5 separate regions of the Drosophila melanogaster genome follow, and all the other regions are linked to region 1. The links are chromatin contacts, called in public Hi-C and targeted proximity ligation maps. All regions are on one chromosome and are shown on one strand. The core of a region is the stretch at or near the end of the contact, and the rest is flanking DNA. Distances in the headings are between cores, read along the strand shown. Region 1 holds the start of lncRNA:CR46090 (long non-coding RNA:CR46090). Region 2 holds the start of lncRNA:CR43475 (long non-coding RNA:CR43475). Region 3 holds the start of Pli (Pellino). Region 4 holds the start of CG5854. Region 5 holds the start of KrT95D (Krueppel target at 95D).

Region 1 (2,700 bases), core at 100-2,599:
GGTCGCCCTGAAATCTAAATGTACTTAAAATGCATAAAACCTTGGGAAATCGTTTATTAAAAATATAATAACGTAATCATATTGTACGTTTAAAACCATTTCGGACTCCTGCAATTGGAATGACTAAAACAGTGCAAAAACAATTTTTTCTTAGCAGAAATAAAAAAAATCCTTTTTTTGCAAGTGTATGCAAAAGGCTGCCCTTATTTTAATTATACGCGCACACAGATACAAAAGTACACTCACGCACGCACACTCACACGCCGTAATCATCTCTCATTAATCATAAACTTTGAAAATAACAAGAAACAAAACGAAACGAAATGAACCAAACGAAACAATAAATAAAGCAAATTATATTTTCGCTTATTAAATATGTGCGCTATGATTTGTATAAAAAGTAGAAAAAATATACAAATTCTCTTCACAAGGAGAGTGGGAGAGTGAGAGATCGGGAGAGCCTAACGTTGACGCTGGCAGCGACGTTGACTGCGCGAGCCCCACAACTTTCATTCATTTTGCTGCTCATTTCATTCATCCCCGCGCTGTCGACGTCGCTGCCGGCGCCGCTGCTCCCCAGCGCTCTCCCGCTCTCAAATTGGGGCTCCCGCTCTCCAAGAAACACGTTCGTTTTCATTCATACTCGCCAGGCAGCAAAAAACAACAAAACTAGTTGGTTCTCGAATAATAAAACGAAGAAAAAAAAACAAAACGCAAAGACAACCAAAAAAGAATTAAAATGCAGTTGATGAATGGGGGAATGGAAATGGAATTGGGAATGGGAGTGGGGATAAGAGCCAGCGACGAGTGGATCTTGTTGCCGCTGTCTCCCCTTCTTCCACGGCCATTTGTTGTTGTTGTGGTTGCTTCCTCTGTCATTGGGGCTTGATGTTTGTTTCCTTCCTTTTTTGCGTGTGCCTGCATTGCCCCGTCGCCCCCTCCCCTCCTCCACTCCACCAGTGCTCCTCTTCCTTCTTCCTCTTCTTCTAGGCTTGTTCCTGCAAACCGGCTCTTACTCTTCTTCTTGTTCTCCGGCTTTGTCTTTGGGGCTCCTCTTTTATCGCTGCTCCAGCTTCTCATCTTCTTCTTCTTCTGTCGCTGCCCGTGGGCGCGTCGACTTTGGCTCGAAATCCAACTGCAGTCGTCGTTGCCTTTTTATACCCTGCAGTGTAGTGTAGGGTATTATGGTTTAGTTGGGATTTTGCAACCAAGTCGCTGAAATTCTAAAAAATCTTGAAAACTAACCTTAACTATACTTTTAAGAATGTTTAAACCAAATTCGTATTGAACAAAAGCCTTTGTTTTTCGAAAAATCTAATTGCCAATCTACTATTTTGTTAAATGTTTTAATACCAGCAAGGGTATCTTAACTTCAACTACAAAATGTTCTTCGCCATCCCAGTTTTGTTTTCATTGTTTTTGTGTATTTGCTTTGATTTTTAGCTGTTTGCTCTTGGACCAACTACTTATTTATTCATAATTTGAACTCCCCCCCTTCCCACCATTCCAGGCACCACCCCCTTCCAGACCCCACTCCAACACTCCACTCCACTCCCCTCCTCTTCGCCAACACTCCACGCACAATTTGTGGGCAGCTGCTGCATGTGGAAAAATGGAAAACTGGAAAACGAGTTGCCAACACACACTTGCTCGTGTTTCTGATTTTAAGTTTTTGTTTTAATTTCAGTTTTTTGTTACCTTTCAAATTTCTTGTTCACAGATCTTTTTTCCCGTCTTCTGTGGTTGTCGTTGGTGTTTTTTTTTTGGGGTTTTGGTTTTTTGTTTTTTTAGTTCGTGGAACTGCTGCGTTAACAACTTATGTTGTTGGTGTTGCGGTTGTGCTGCTTCTACAATTTTTCATTCATTCATATTCAGAGGTACATACATACATATATGTACATGTGTGTGTGTGAGTGTGTGTGGATTTGTGCGTTTGTAGTGGGCTATATCGCCTGCTTTATATTTCATATGCACGCCACTTTGTACTCACTTACTATTTGTGATTTTCGTTTTGTTTGCTTATTTTACTTGCCTTTTTATTAATACTTTTTTTTTTTATTTTCCTCTGTCTTGCCTTTTGTCGGGTTTTCGCCTGATTCTGCTTTATTCATTCATAAATTTTGATAGCCCGACGTTGATTTTTGTTGTTGTTTCGCCTGGAATTAATCGCGCGAGAACTTTTTTGATTCATTTGAATTGAGGCCTTTATGACGGTATAATTCGGTGCATTATGGCATTCGTTTTAGCACCAATGATATTTCCATATTTTTTTTTCAATTTTATGCAGCTAATGCTTGGGTAATTAGTATTCGAACTTATTGCTGATTTATGAATGCAAAATTATGAATAAAGTTAGGCTGAGTGTTAAAATTATGCCATTTATTAGTATGGTAATACGAAAAAATTACAATTTTACAATTCAAGTTGTAAATTAAGTCTAGTACATGTACATGTGCCTAATTTCTCTCTGTGTATATATTCAAATATGTAAATAGCTTACAAAAGACATAGAGACTTTATCTAATCACGTTCCCTCAACGTTTCTATTTCCATACCCATTCATTCACGGCGAAAACAATGTTATCAAAACAAAAGCGCGTTCCTCTCTTTCTATTTACACACATATGTATGTACATAAATGTACCCATTTTTTTCTGGCTGTGTAGAACGGATGTGTCTAAATTGAGTGCATCCCATGGA
Region 2 (2,700 bases), core at 96-2,595, 710 kb after region 1:
GGACCTGATGCCACCACCCATGGCCATGGCACGTGTCCAGGCGGAACGACGCAGTTGCCGCAGTGCCTCCCGCGTGCTGCAGTTCTTCAGTTCGGCCACCAAAAGACGGAGTGGCAACCGAAAACTCAGTGAGCCAGAGATGGAGGATAATCGCGCCGATTCCCCAGTGCTGATCAGAGTGACCAGGGATCGGGTGGAGGAGCAACTGGGCTGTAGTCCACTGGCTGCATCTGGCGGAGAAGTACCCACCAGCTCCGAGGACGAGGAGGAGCACGACGACGGCATCAGCTCGGCCAGCTCCAATCTCACTTCACAGTCGGGCAGCTCCAATAGCCGCAATCTCTCTCCGGACTCTTCCTTCGAGATGCACGCTCCACTCCTGCCCAGCTTCAAGGTCACGCCTCCACGGGCAGTTTGTCGTGTGGGAAAGAATGCCGCCTGCGAATTTGCTCGTTTCCTGCGCGGCTCCTTTCACTCCAAGCGCGCATCGGTGACCACGCTGCGCAGATCCCTCAGCGATCCGGATGCAGTGCAGCAGATGGACTTCAGCAAGCCGCCTCCGCTGCGCGACACCACCAACGTCATGCGAGTGAGTCACTTCTAGATTCCATTCACAACCCAAGTGGGATTAATCGCGCCTGGGAGTACACTCAACAATATTTACGAAATTATTAAAATCTATCATCTAAAGCGTCAATAATAAGACGGCAATGCAAGTAGTAGGTCAAGACTGAATAGATAATTAAAAATTTTAGAATACAAATTTAAAATGAAAATTAAAATACATTTTTATTTCACGAAAAACTAAATATGATTTAAATATTTTCAAACACATGCCCCCTAAAATTTGTTGAGTGTACTTCGCCAGCTGGCGCCAATGTGATTCGCCTCGTTTCGATTCGATTCGATTCCGTTCCGATATGATTTTAGTTCCAAATTTGTTTACGCCAAAAACTCTTCATAATTTTTTCACTGGAAGCTGTTTATTTACGCTCGAGTCGTCGTCAATCAATGGCCATTAATGCGTGTCCGTAAAATCCGTTGATGGTTGTCCGTATGGCGGCACCTGGCTTCCAGCGAATACCCCAGCCCAAGAATGATCCCCGAATGATCTTTGAACTCGTCAGCTTCGTGGTGTTTACCCTGCGTTGCATTCTAGATGTACGCCAAATTGGATTACGCCATTTAGTAATAGTTTATTGGTCCATATAAATTAGCTGTTTGTAATGCCACAAATCGATCAGCATTAAATTCTGCGCAAATTCAGGGTTCGGAATTAGGAAGAGAATTCGAGACGTAGAATCAATAGATGTGTAGATGCGATTTTATATTATAGTTCGTTTGATAATTTTTAATATACAGGTAATAATCTGAATTGTTCGTGTTTCGAAATGATTAGATTCACTTTTACTGCTTAGATTTCCCTTTTAGGAAGTACTTTTTCTATGTGTGTATGCAATGTATCACCTCAAGCGAAGATGTCACCCATTGGTATTAGATGGCCAACGATTGCCAGCCATAATGACTTTCTAATTATCACATTTGCATGGGCGTCGCGTGCCGCATTTCACTTTTCAATGGTGCTCATGGGTCATCACTTGGATCCTCGGTTGCCAAGTGGGAAAGTGGCCCACGCCGATATAAACCATTTCCATTGATCAATAAAGAAATTAAGTAAATATTCCCATCGCATTGCCCACACTTTGGGCCGCACAAAAGTAGTCGTTAATCGCCGTCTGTGGGCATTGTAAAAATTCCATTCACATATCCGTACGATTCCTGTACTTAAATTTTAAATACATATTGTATATGTATCTTCCGCCTGGAGTTTTCTGAACAGAACGCATATGACCCGCATTATCTTCCATAAAATTAACGCAAACAAAAAGAAGCAGGAAAAACAAGCAGCATGCCGGATATTTAATTTAATGTGCACAATTGTTCAAAAAAGCGATGCAGGCAAACCTACCGTAACTGGGAAATTGGAATCAATTGACAATGGAAAAAGACAGCAACTAACTTTCCAGAACTATCCAAAATTAACTTAGTTTCTTTGAAAATTTAAATGAATATCAGTTTCTGTAAAATTGAAAAATGTTCCTATAGAAGCTCCACTGTAATTCACAAATGTAAAACGATGTTTGTTGTTGCAATTGGGGATTTGGGAACGGAACAGATGGGATTGCCTGGAATTGGCTCATTTACGCACAAAAACGCAGATGGAAACCAGTGCGAAGTGCGTAAAATGGGGGAAATTATAGTTCCCTATATTTTTTTGCCCACTGGCCTTTAGCTAAACAAATCATAAATAACTGTGAAATTATAGACAAAAAACGCACACGCGGCGAAAAGGAAAAATAAAATAATTTTCCAGTGCTCACATGATCTGGAAATTGGACGCTGATGGGGGGTCGACTTCCACGCGTTCTTTTCAGAGCCCTCCTCACCTCCTTCGTTGATCTACACTTTTGTATATCTGCAAATTGCTTAATTTATCAACCAAATGCACAACAACAAAGCAGCGGCCGCCCGCATTCCAGTTGCCTTTGCTTGGCATTTTAATTATTCCAAATGTTGTCTGGGACTTTCTTTGTTTACACCACTGGAAGGATGGAATGGTGGAAGGGGGTGGGATCGGATCGCTTAATTTATTTGCCAGCGTGCTTTGACTATTTTTAGAGCAATTTATTTACTCGTCGG
Region 3 (2,894 bases), core at 66-2,565, 560 kb before region 1:
CCTTTTGCTACAATACGCCCAAAACGGTCACGACTATTTTATTCCCCAGTATCTATCGATATCCCAGAAAAATGATGAAATGTTCCCTTTGGCATTCCCACTAGCTGAGTAACGGGTATCTGATAGTCGGGGAACTCGACTATACCATTTTCTATTGTTTTTAAATTCAAAATAAAACAGTCAAGCACCAAGGTGCCACCTCTCGGTTGACATTGCAACTACGCAGAGCTAAGGTGACCAGTCGTCTTGCAATCTGGCAGCCCTATAACAGAAGTGTTCCAAAGTGTCACGCTATCGCGTGCTAACCAACACTAATCTGTTGCTTCGCATTAAAAATTTTTGCTTGACTTGACAGGTTCGTAGAAAAGTCGCAGAAGAAAAAGCTGTTCCGTCGGAATTAAGGCAGCCACTATGTCGTATCAACTGTACCGCAACACCACGCTCGGCAACACCCTGCAGGAGAGCCTCGACGAGCTGATTCAGGTGAGTTCGCGCTGGCGAAGTGAAACGCATTGTAATTTTGGGCTTCCATATTGCAGTACGGCCAGATTACGCCCGGACTGGCTTTCAAGGTTCTGCTGCAATTCGACAAGAGCATCAACAATGCCCTAAACCAGCGGGTCAAGGCCCGCGTCACCTTCAAGGCTGGAAAACTAAACACCTACCGCTTCTGCGACAATGTCTGGACTCTCATGCTTAACGATGTGGAGTTCCGCGAAGTGCACGAGATCGTCAAGGTGGACAAGGTGAAGATCGTGGCCTGCGACGGCAAGAGCGGCGAGTTCTGAACACCACCGACCCGATCTGAACACCCAATGTAACCCCACTAAACACACCATGTAACCCCACAAAACACACCATTATAACCATTACAAATAGCTGTAAGATTCGTAGGCGATAAGCTGGGTTGGAAAACGAAAACCGACCGTGCGATGCAGCAGGCATTGCAAGAAATACACTGTTAATTCACAGTTCACCGAGTCGAGTATGTTTGTTATGTATTCCGTTAAAAAAAAGGGAGTTCTTGGAAACATGAGGTGGGTATGCAAATAATTGCGTTACAAAAATCTGTAGGGCACAAAAGGGTTCTTTAATGCCATTACCAAATAGTAATGCAAAATATGTGTACGTGTGAAAACATTTATTTATTATTTGCTAATAATTGTAGTTCATTTAGTTTGAGCACTTTACAGAGCTCTGTTAGTCAGCTAATGGTGAGTGACCTCGCTAGATAGCAGTGATATGTTATTTTGGTATTTTTTAGTCACACTTTTTGGTGTAGCCATTTCGAGTGGGCTCGCTAGCCTCGCGACCTGCAGTCACACTTGCTCCAACGAACAAAAACCACCGCCCGCATAACCACGCATCGTTATTTGTTGTTGTCTACGCCGTTTAATCGCTGACAATTAACAACAAAACAATAACAGGAACGGCAGGCACTGCCTTCACTTTAAGAGAAGCCCGCGAATCGAAACTGCCAGGCGATCGAAGTCGAGGCGATTTTAAATCGAAAACGCGCGCGAGATGCGGAAAAGCCAAACGCCGCGAGCTTTGTTTATGTGTATCGGAAAATAACATAAGAAAATCCCTTAGATTCTTTGTGCGGATGAGCCAGTGCGAAAGCAATATCAATAATATCCCAAGCAGATTGCTGAATAAATCGCATTCGAGAGGTAAAAATGCAAAACGAAGTGTGATTTTGAAGAGTGTGCCTAGTGTGTGCTGCGAAGTGACTAAGCGCCGCAAAGAAAGTGGAAAAGCGGAAAAGCGGAGCTAGCGGTGGTTGGGGAGGCGAGAAGTGGGCAAGGGAAAAATCTAAAGTGCATTTATATTGCGTGCTAATCTCCGCCGTTTTCCACTGCAGAAACGTGAATATAATTACGGCGAAAGCGGATCAATTTTTCGTGCAGTCAACGAGAAAAGAAAAAAAAAAATTGAAAATAAAACCTTGCGTTGGCGTCGCAGCAGCAGAAAAATTGGAAACAAATTGAGCAGCGCCCTGTGAAATATAAATAAATTTATGTACCCCCTTCCCTTCTAGTTTTGTATGTTTCCAATTGGACTCCTGCTGCGTCTCCATCACTTTAAAAAAATACTTCTCGCCTTCTAGGAAGTAAAAGTTGCGTTGAATAGCAATTAAAATTAATCCATAATATCCGTATCGATTATTTAAAGGTTTGACTAAAAGATCGGCAAAATTAATTTCCGTCGCATTAAAATCTTTACATCAAAACTGGATTATAACAGATCCGTTGATATTGGCACTCAGCAGGAAAACAACTCGGGGGTAACCAACAAAATGGTGAAACGGTAAGTAATCGTCCAATAATCGTAAATGCATTTCAGTTTTATCAGTCAAGCCTATGTATTCTCCGATATCAAGCAATGTCGTTAACCCATTTCGACAGACCAATTAGCGTCTATGTTCGTCACAGGCAGGGTTCTACAGTCAACGCTCCATAAAGCAGATCCATAAATAAACACCAGAGCTATTGCTTAGAATGGGTTTTTTGGAAAGTGAATATAGATTACGATTAACTGTAAGTTCAAGTACAATCTTCGTAAAATTCATTTGGATTTCTTTTCTCTAGCCGAAGTTTCCTGTACTTCGTATTTAGAATGGGGATTTGCGTTGCATTCGCCGCGTCTGGTCGGGTCTATTGAACCCCAAAAGTCTGATAAACAATTTCACATTCTCACCGCATCCATATCGCACAAATTATAACGCAATTTATAATTGTTTTCCTTGTGAGAGGTTTCTGTTTTTTTCTTTTCGGTTTTGTTAATCGCTACTACGTCGCAATGCAAGATAGCTGTTTCTATTTGTGTGCGCATTTTGTCACTGCCTTGCTTTCTTTCCCCCAACTTCATGTTTTCCCACCGAACAGCGGCTC
Region 4 (2,776 bases), core at 108-2,607, 600 kb before region 1:
AGAAATCCAAATTGATGTCGAAAATATCCACTAAAAGATTACTAATGGTGCCCTGCGTCGATGCTGAATCATCGCAGATGTTGTAGATCTGACCGGCGGTCTTGGGACTCTGAGCCAATTGCCAAACGGCAGCGCACACGTCCGATACGTGCACAGTATTCAAACGCATGGCATCGTTCCACAGCAGCTTCATTGTCTCGTTCAGGTATTTGTATATGGCAGCGATTATAATGCGCGGCACTGTAAACGAAAGGCAATGGGTGGTGGGTTCGGGATTAACCCATGGGCTTTGTCAATTACATCAATTATCGGGTATCAGCGAAGAGGGACACTCACTCAAATAGCGCTTATCGCCAATGCCATAGACCACGGGCAAACGGACGACCGTGTAACTGAGATCGTCGATGTTGGCCAGTTCCTTCTCCACCTTGAGCTTCTGCTTGGCCACGCCCGTCCAGGGATCCGTCTTGCAGTCCTCTTTTAACGGCGTCTTTTCGCTGCTGTTCACACAACCAGAGCTGAGTTCCACGTATCGTTTGACCCGCTGGTTAGCCGCCTCATTGGCGCAGTTCAAACTGAGCTTCAGGATACCCTCCTTGTATACGGCATCATCCTGGTTGGCACGCGTCTCGGCCGCACAATTGATGACAATGTCCCAGGCCCGTCCAGTGGTGGGGTGTGGCGCAAAAGCCGCCTTGCATGAGGCTGTATGAAAACAAAGGGAAGCGTTCTATAACCAGTTTAGGTGCAACAAATGCATTAGGGTGGCTCGTTACGCGCAGCGATACCAAGGTGGTACTTGAAAATTCTATATCCGATAGCGCTTTCCTTTCACAAGAATGTTAATTGCGGATTTTGGATCTCCATAGGAGTTGTGATCCGCATCCTGGTGGAACGAGCCACCCTAATGTAGTGATTACCTACCGGCGTTTATTAGGTTCGCGCTGCAGAACTCCACCCGATCGCTCTCGAAGACCCGCGTCTGCTCCTCGTTTAGCCATGCCATCTGCGGAGGGGTCTTATCGGCCAGTCGTATTTCCTGCGCCAGTTCATTGTCCAGCAGATAAGTGGCCAAGTTGCGTCCAATGAAGCCGCAGCCTGCGGGAAGAGGAAGAGCAGCGATGCAGTCAGCGATGCTGATAAGCGGAAGTGTGGAGTGGGGAGCGGGGGCAGGATGACGATGAGGAGGATGCAGCGGGACCACTTACCACCCAAAATCAGAACAGTCGGCTTTTCAGACATGCTGCAGGCGCGACACGGTCAACCGGAATGCGAATGAGTCAAGTCGAAAGATATATATTTGTTAGCGCTCGAAATGCTTTTTGTTGTTTTGTTTGGCTGTATTTCTAGTGTGACCATCCCGTGATCATTCTTAAAACAAGAAATACCTTCAATGCTCCACAAGCTGGTCACCCTATGGCGCTGTATTCAAACCTCTTCGAATGCTCTTCAATTAGCGTAGAACGTTTTATTCATTTATACAAACCAAAATACAGCAGTTCTTTGATTCTTACTCCATAGGGCTTCAGTGTCATAAAATTGTCCTTGTTAGTCTACCTTAAACCCCCTGTCACCAAGAACAGTAGTTTTGCTACATTGCGTTCCTTTCCAAGTTTATAGGTTAAGTTTTCGAAAAGAATTGCCAAGTTCACCAATACTGCACGACAAAACTATCGGAAAGTAATCCTTTGGGGTCAATGACCTGGTCCCTCTTTCAAACGTCACTTGCCAATCGTCCATTTTGACTAAAGTCAGCAAACTAACCGGAAGCAAACCTTTTTCTTCTCAAAAGGTAAGACTTTTTTAAATACATACATACATATATCGGACCCATGAGCCTTAAAAACGTGCTTTCAAGAACGTAGAGAGCAACATGCCTGGAGTCACAGTAAAGGAAATCGATCAGCACGTTCTGACCAAAAACATGGCTGCTTTTCTCAAAAAATCCGGAAAAATTTTTGTGCCCGAACAGGCCGTCTATATGAAGACTGGCAAGTTCAAGGAGACTGCTCCTACCGACGACGACTGGTTCTACACTCGCTGCGCCTCTATTATGAGACACCTGTACCTGCGCAGTCCCGCCGGCGTTGGGGCCTTCACCAAGGTCTATAGCGGGCGCAAGCGCAACGGTGTTCGTCCGTCCAAGCACTGTCGCTCATCGGATGGCTGTATTCGCAAGGTGAGTGGGAAATGGTTGTACTTTAAGGTTATATTTAATATTACTTAGCATGTATCTAACACATGAGCAGGCTCTTCAAGCCTTGGAAGCTGCTAACATGGTGGAGAGGCACCCGGATGGTGGTCGTAAGCTGACTCCGCAAGGACAACGTAACTTGGATCGCATAGCCAACAAGATTGTGGCCAAGCAGCGAGAGCGCAGTGCACCAGTTTCCATGATTATCACTACCTAAGATGATAATACCAATACCACGATGGATCATCTTTGAGTGCCTTGGGTTTTCAAAACATTCTCAATAAATCGAAACCAAAAATAAAATTAAACAATTATATACATAATAAAATAACTTAATACTTGAAATATAAACGATTCGAAACTTTATTTTTGACACAAACACGCCGAATAGCAAGAATCCAAGTTATAAAATGTTAGCTAGACCACAAATCTCCCGATTTTTGGTTGCCAGGAGCTCTGAAACCGCGAACTATGACCTCGGCCTGCCACCAACCGCTGGTTTCATTTGCTGCTTTCAAAACGTCATGCTCTTCGTTGGTCTGGCTAACGTCTTCCCCAGATTTATCCAGATTCCGCACGCCA
Region 5 (2,732 bases), core at 129-2,628, 700 kb before region 1:
TTTATAACCTCCGCAATGATTTCTCCATCCTCGGCTGCCGATTCTGTCTTGGGTACCTTACCGGTGACGTTTTCGCCCGCATCAACATCCGGGCGAAGCTCCTTTTCGTCTCTTCTTTCTTGTTTCTTTTTGGCCGCCATCTCGGCGGTGGCTTGTTGAGCCTTCAGGCACTCGACTTTTGTGCCGTGGGAGCAAAACTCCATGACCTGCGCTCCGCCGTGGGACTTAAACTTCTCAGCCACGGATCGCTCTTTGGCCGTAGGCTTAGTAAGCAGCTCAAGAATCTCCTCGCCCACCTGCTTACTCTGTTTTTCGCGGGTGGAAGGCATGGATAGCAGCATCATAATATCGTCCGGAGCATCCAGGCTTGTGGACTCTTTCCGCGCTACAGTGGACTCCAGTTTTATTGTCTTCTCCTGTGGCTGATCAACATCGTCGACTTCCACTGTAAAATCAACAGCAAATTATTATAATTATTAGACTTATGAGAGTAGTAATTTCTGTGAGACCCACACTTTCTCTTGGCCTCCTCCTCCTTTTGCTGACACGTATCGTTGGTGTCTTCCAGGATCTCCTTCAGCTCCTTGGGCTGCACAGAGATGATTTCGCAGCCGGCCTCGGTGCCGATGGTCACGTTCCGGATCACAATTGCACCCTGGTTGGCCAGTTTGCCTAGAATAAAGTTCACCATCTCCAGGCTGCTGCCGGCAATCTTTTCCACCACCTGTGTGGAGACAATGGGCAGGGCCAGGGAGCAGGAACTGAGGGCCTGCAGCACCTCCTTCTGTACTTCCAAGTCAGCCTCAACTGGAAATGCAAAAATATATTCATTTTTGTGGCTCCAACTTGTTGCCATTGCCGGTGCTCACCGAGTTCCTTTTTGGGATTCGTCAGATCCTCCTGAATGTCCGAGAGAATCTCAATGCGCTCCTTCTTGCGCTTTTCCAGCTTCTCGCGGAGCGTGTTCCGCTTTGTCTTGAGTGATTTTATGTCCCACGCATCTGCCATTGTTTATAAAACGCTGCCGGCCTTTGGTAAACAATGAAATTTTTTTTACAAAGGCTCGCAGTGTGACCGTGTTCACATTGCAGGTAAACACGTTACATTAAAATACTAAACTAAGGTAATCTACTTATACATTTTACACAAGTAAATTTTAAATTACCATCAAGAACGTTAAAAGGGCCAGTGTTGGAAGTAGGCTGGTATTCAAAATTAAAATTAAAAAACGTTGAAAGTATTAACATTGCTGTGCCCCCATTATATTTCTTATTCTAATTTGTATGATCTATTGGACCACACACAGTTATTTATTGATTGGTATATACGATTTTACCCGCACCGCCCAGTTGATATTTTCAAGGAATCCGCTCTGGCCACACTGCTCCGCTCCCCATCGCAAAAAGCGGAAGCTGCAACATAGCTGCTCCGCAACATTTTGCCAAATAAAACGTGCCGAAACGCATAAATATTTGATGAAAACCGCTCCAATCGTAAATAATAACCCAATCAGTTTAACCTGTGATCGACTCGCGATAAAAACGCGCGCGAGTGCTGAAGAGAAATAGAGCGAGTGCCGCCTTTTGCCTGCTCCCCGAAATTCGTGGCGTTTTCTTTTTTGTTTATGCGCGCAAGAGAGAGCAAAGCATTAAGTGCGCGCACTCAAACACAGTCACACGCGCGTACACAGAAGTGGGGATTTGCGAAAATCTCGTCTATGTGTGTGTGTGCACATAGCATTTGCACACATTGTTATTGTTGGGTCGTGATACAGAGAGGGTGACAGAGAGAGAAGAGAGAGCGAGAGTGAGGCAGCTGAACTGGGGCCAGATTTATAACGCGACATTCGCACTTTTACTCTGGAGCATGACGGTTCGTTCGCGGCACTTTCGACGCGATCCAAAGCTGCAGCACAAGCAGCAGCAGCTTCCGAGTCCGTTCCGAATCCAAATCCGATTCCGAGTCGCTAGCAGCCGAGGAGAAGGAGCTGTCTAATCCGCAACAGATTCCGCAGCGCGTACATACATATTGATTCAGTGCGAGTGCAGTTGCAGCGCGCGCCCCATCACAACAACAAGAAAGAAAGAAAGAACGAAAGAAGAAACCCACACACCCACCAACCACCCCTCGTTTTTCACTGTGTATACTACAGCTCTTCGCTTCTTTTTTTAAGGCGGCGGCACGCCCTTCCCCAACGTGCGTGTATGTCCGTTCGTGCGTGTGTATATGTATGTATTGGCGGGCTAACCAGAAAATCGACAAAAAAAAACTTTCGAAATATTGAATTGTGAAAACTATCAGAAAATCTGAAAATTATGTGCCTGCTCGACGACATATATTCCCCAGTTTGCATCGAAATAATGTGCACCCCAAGTACATAAACAACAGTTAAGAACACAAAAAATACCTTTCGACGGGAACCAGCAAAGAAACAACATGAAGATGGTCGATAAGTCGTCCAAGTTGGTGGATAAATTTGCCGTAATCAGCGGCACCGGCGGCAGCGGCCCTGGAGGCGGTCCGCTCAACCTGCAAAGTGGCGGAGGAGGCGGCGGTTCCGGCGGCGGAGGAGGAGTCTCCGGATCTGGTGGCATATCCGGAACGGCTGGCTTGTCCGCCGGAGCAGGAATGACCACTGGCCAGAAACCGGTGCCCATGAAGCTATTCGCCGCCTGGGAAGTGGACCGAACGCCGCCCAATTGCATCCCAAGGTGAGTGTAAACAAATTTCAC

Evidence for each region. Hi-C and Micro-C count contacts between places; a contact is called where the count stands out from the background.
Region 2: a Hi-C map of the Kc167 cell line shows a contact between it and region 1, with 2.7 times the contacts expected there. A contact is called at or near these places in 2 of 107 Hi-C or Micro-C datasets (both in the Kc167 cell line) and 2 of 7 datasets of targeted methods (both in the Kc167 cell line).
Region 3: a targeted proximity ligation map of the Kc167 cell line shows a contact between it and region 1, with 4 times the contacts expected there. A contact is called at or near these places in 1 of 107 Hi-C or Micro-C datasets (the Kc167 cell line) and 2 of 7 datasets of targeted methods (both in the Kc167 cell line).
Region 4: a contact with region 1 is called in a targeted proximity ligation map of the Kc167 cell line, with 6 times the contacts expected there. A contact is called at or near these places in 5 of 107 Hi-C or Micro-C datasets (the Kc167 cell line, the OSC cell line, the S2 cell line and 1 more) and 2 of 7 datasets of targeted methods (both in the Kc167 cell line).
Region 5: a targeted proximity ligation map of the Kc167 cell line shows a contact between it and region 1, with 4 times the contacts expected there. A contact is called at or near these places in 6 of 107 Hi-C or Micro-C datasets (the Kc167 cell line and the S2 cell line) and 1 of 7 datasets of targeted methods (the Kc167 cell line).

What each region holds. Positions count from the first base shown.
Region 1 is chr3R:23,332,452-23,335,151 of dm6, reverse strand. It overlaps lncRNA:CR46090 (long non-coding RNA:CR46090), which reads left to right and starts at 1,349. Exons shown (of 1, transcript NR_133438.1): 1 at 1,349-1,648. All of the region lies in intron 3 of pnt (pointed), which reads left to right.
Region 2 is chr3R:22,627,442-22,630,141 of dm6, reverse strand. lncRNA:CR43475 (long non-coding RNA:CR43475) reads right to left here and starts at 1,345. Exons shown (of 1, transcript NR_048466.1): 1 at 843-1,345. The region is part of intron 2 of loco (locomotion defects); the gene reads left to right. It also overlaps asRNA:CR43474.
Region 3 is chr3R:23,888,473-23,891,366 of dm6, reverse strand. Pli (Pellino) reads left to right here and starts at 1,315. Exons shown (of 10, transcript NM_001104420.3): 1 at 1,315-1,673; 2 at 2,248-2,310. The coding sequence starts at 2,300. It overlaps TfIIA-S (Transcription-factor-IIA-S), which reads left to right and starts at 307. Exons shown (of 2, transcript NM_079743.4): 1 at 307-483; 2 at 540-979. The coding sequence starts at 412. The coding sequence ends at 788.
Region 4 is chr3R:23,932,493-23,935,268 of dm6, reverse strand. CG5854 reads right to left here and starts at 1,357. Exons shown (of 5, transcript NM_142939.2): 1 at 1,209-1,357; 2 at 925-1,098; 3 at 337-705; 4 at 1-240. The coding sequence starts at 1,242. It overlaps CG13599, which reads right to left. Exons shown (of 2, transcript NM_142937.4): 2 at 2,541-2,776. The coding sequence ends at 2,608. RpS19b (Ribosomal protein S19b) reads left to right here and starts at 1,739. Exons shown (of 3, transcript NM_142938.2): 1 at 1,739-1,792; 2 at 1,859-2,179; 3 at 2,250-2,540. The coding sequence starts at 1,874. The coding sequence ends at 2,411.
Region 5 is chr3R:24,030,473-24,033,204 of dm6, reverse strand. KrT95D (Krueppel target at 95D) reads left to right here and starts at 1,378. Exons shown (of 11, transcript NM_170110.4): 1 at 1,378-1,493; 2 at 2,174-2,711. The coding sequence starts at 2,437. It overlaps Mettl3 (Methyltransferase like 3), which reads right to left and starts at 1,048. Exons shown (of 3, transcript NM_142947.4): 1 at 870-1,048; 2 at 514-807; 3 at 1-445. The coding sequence starts at 1,008.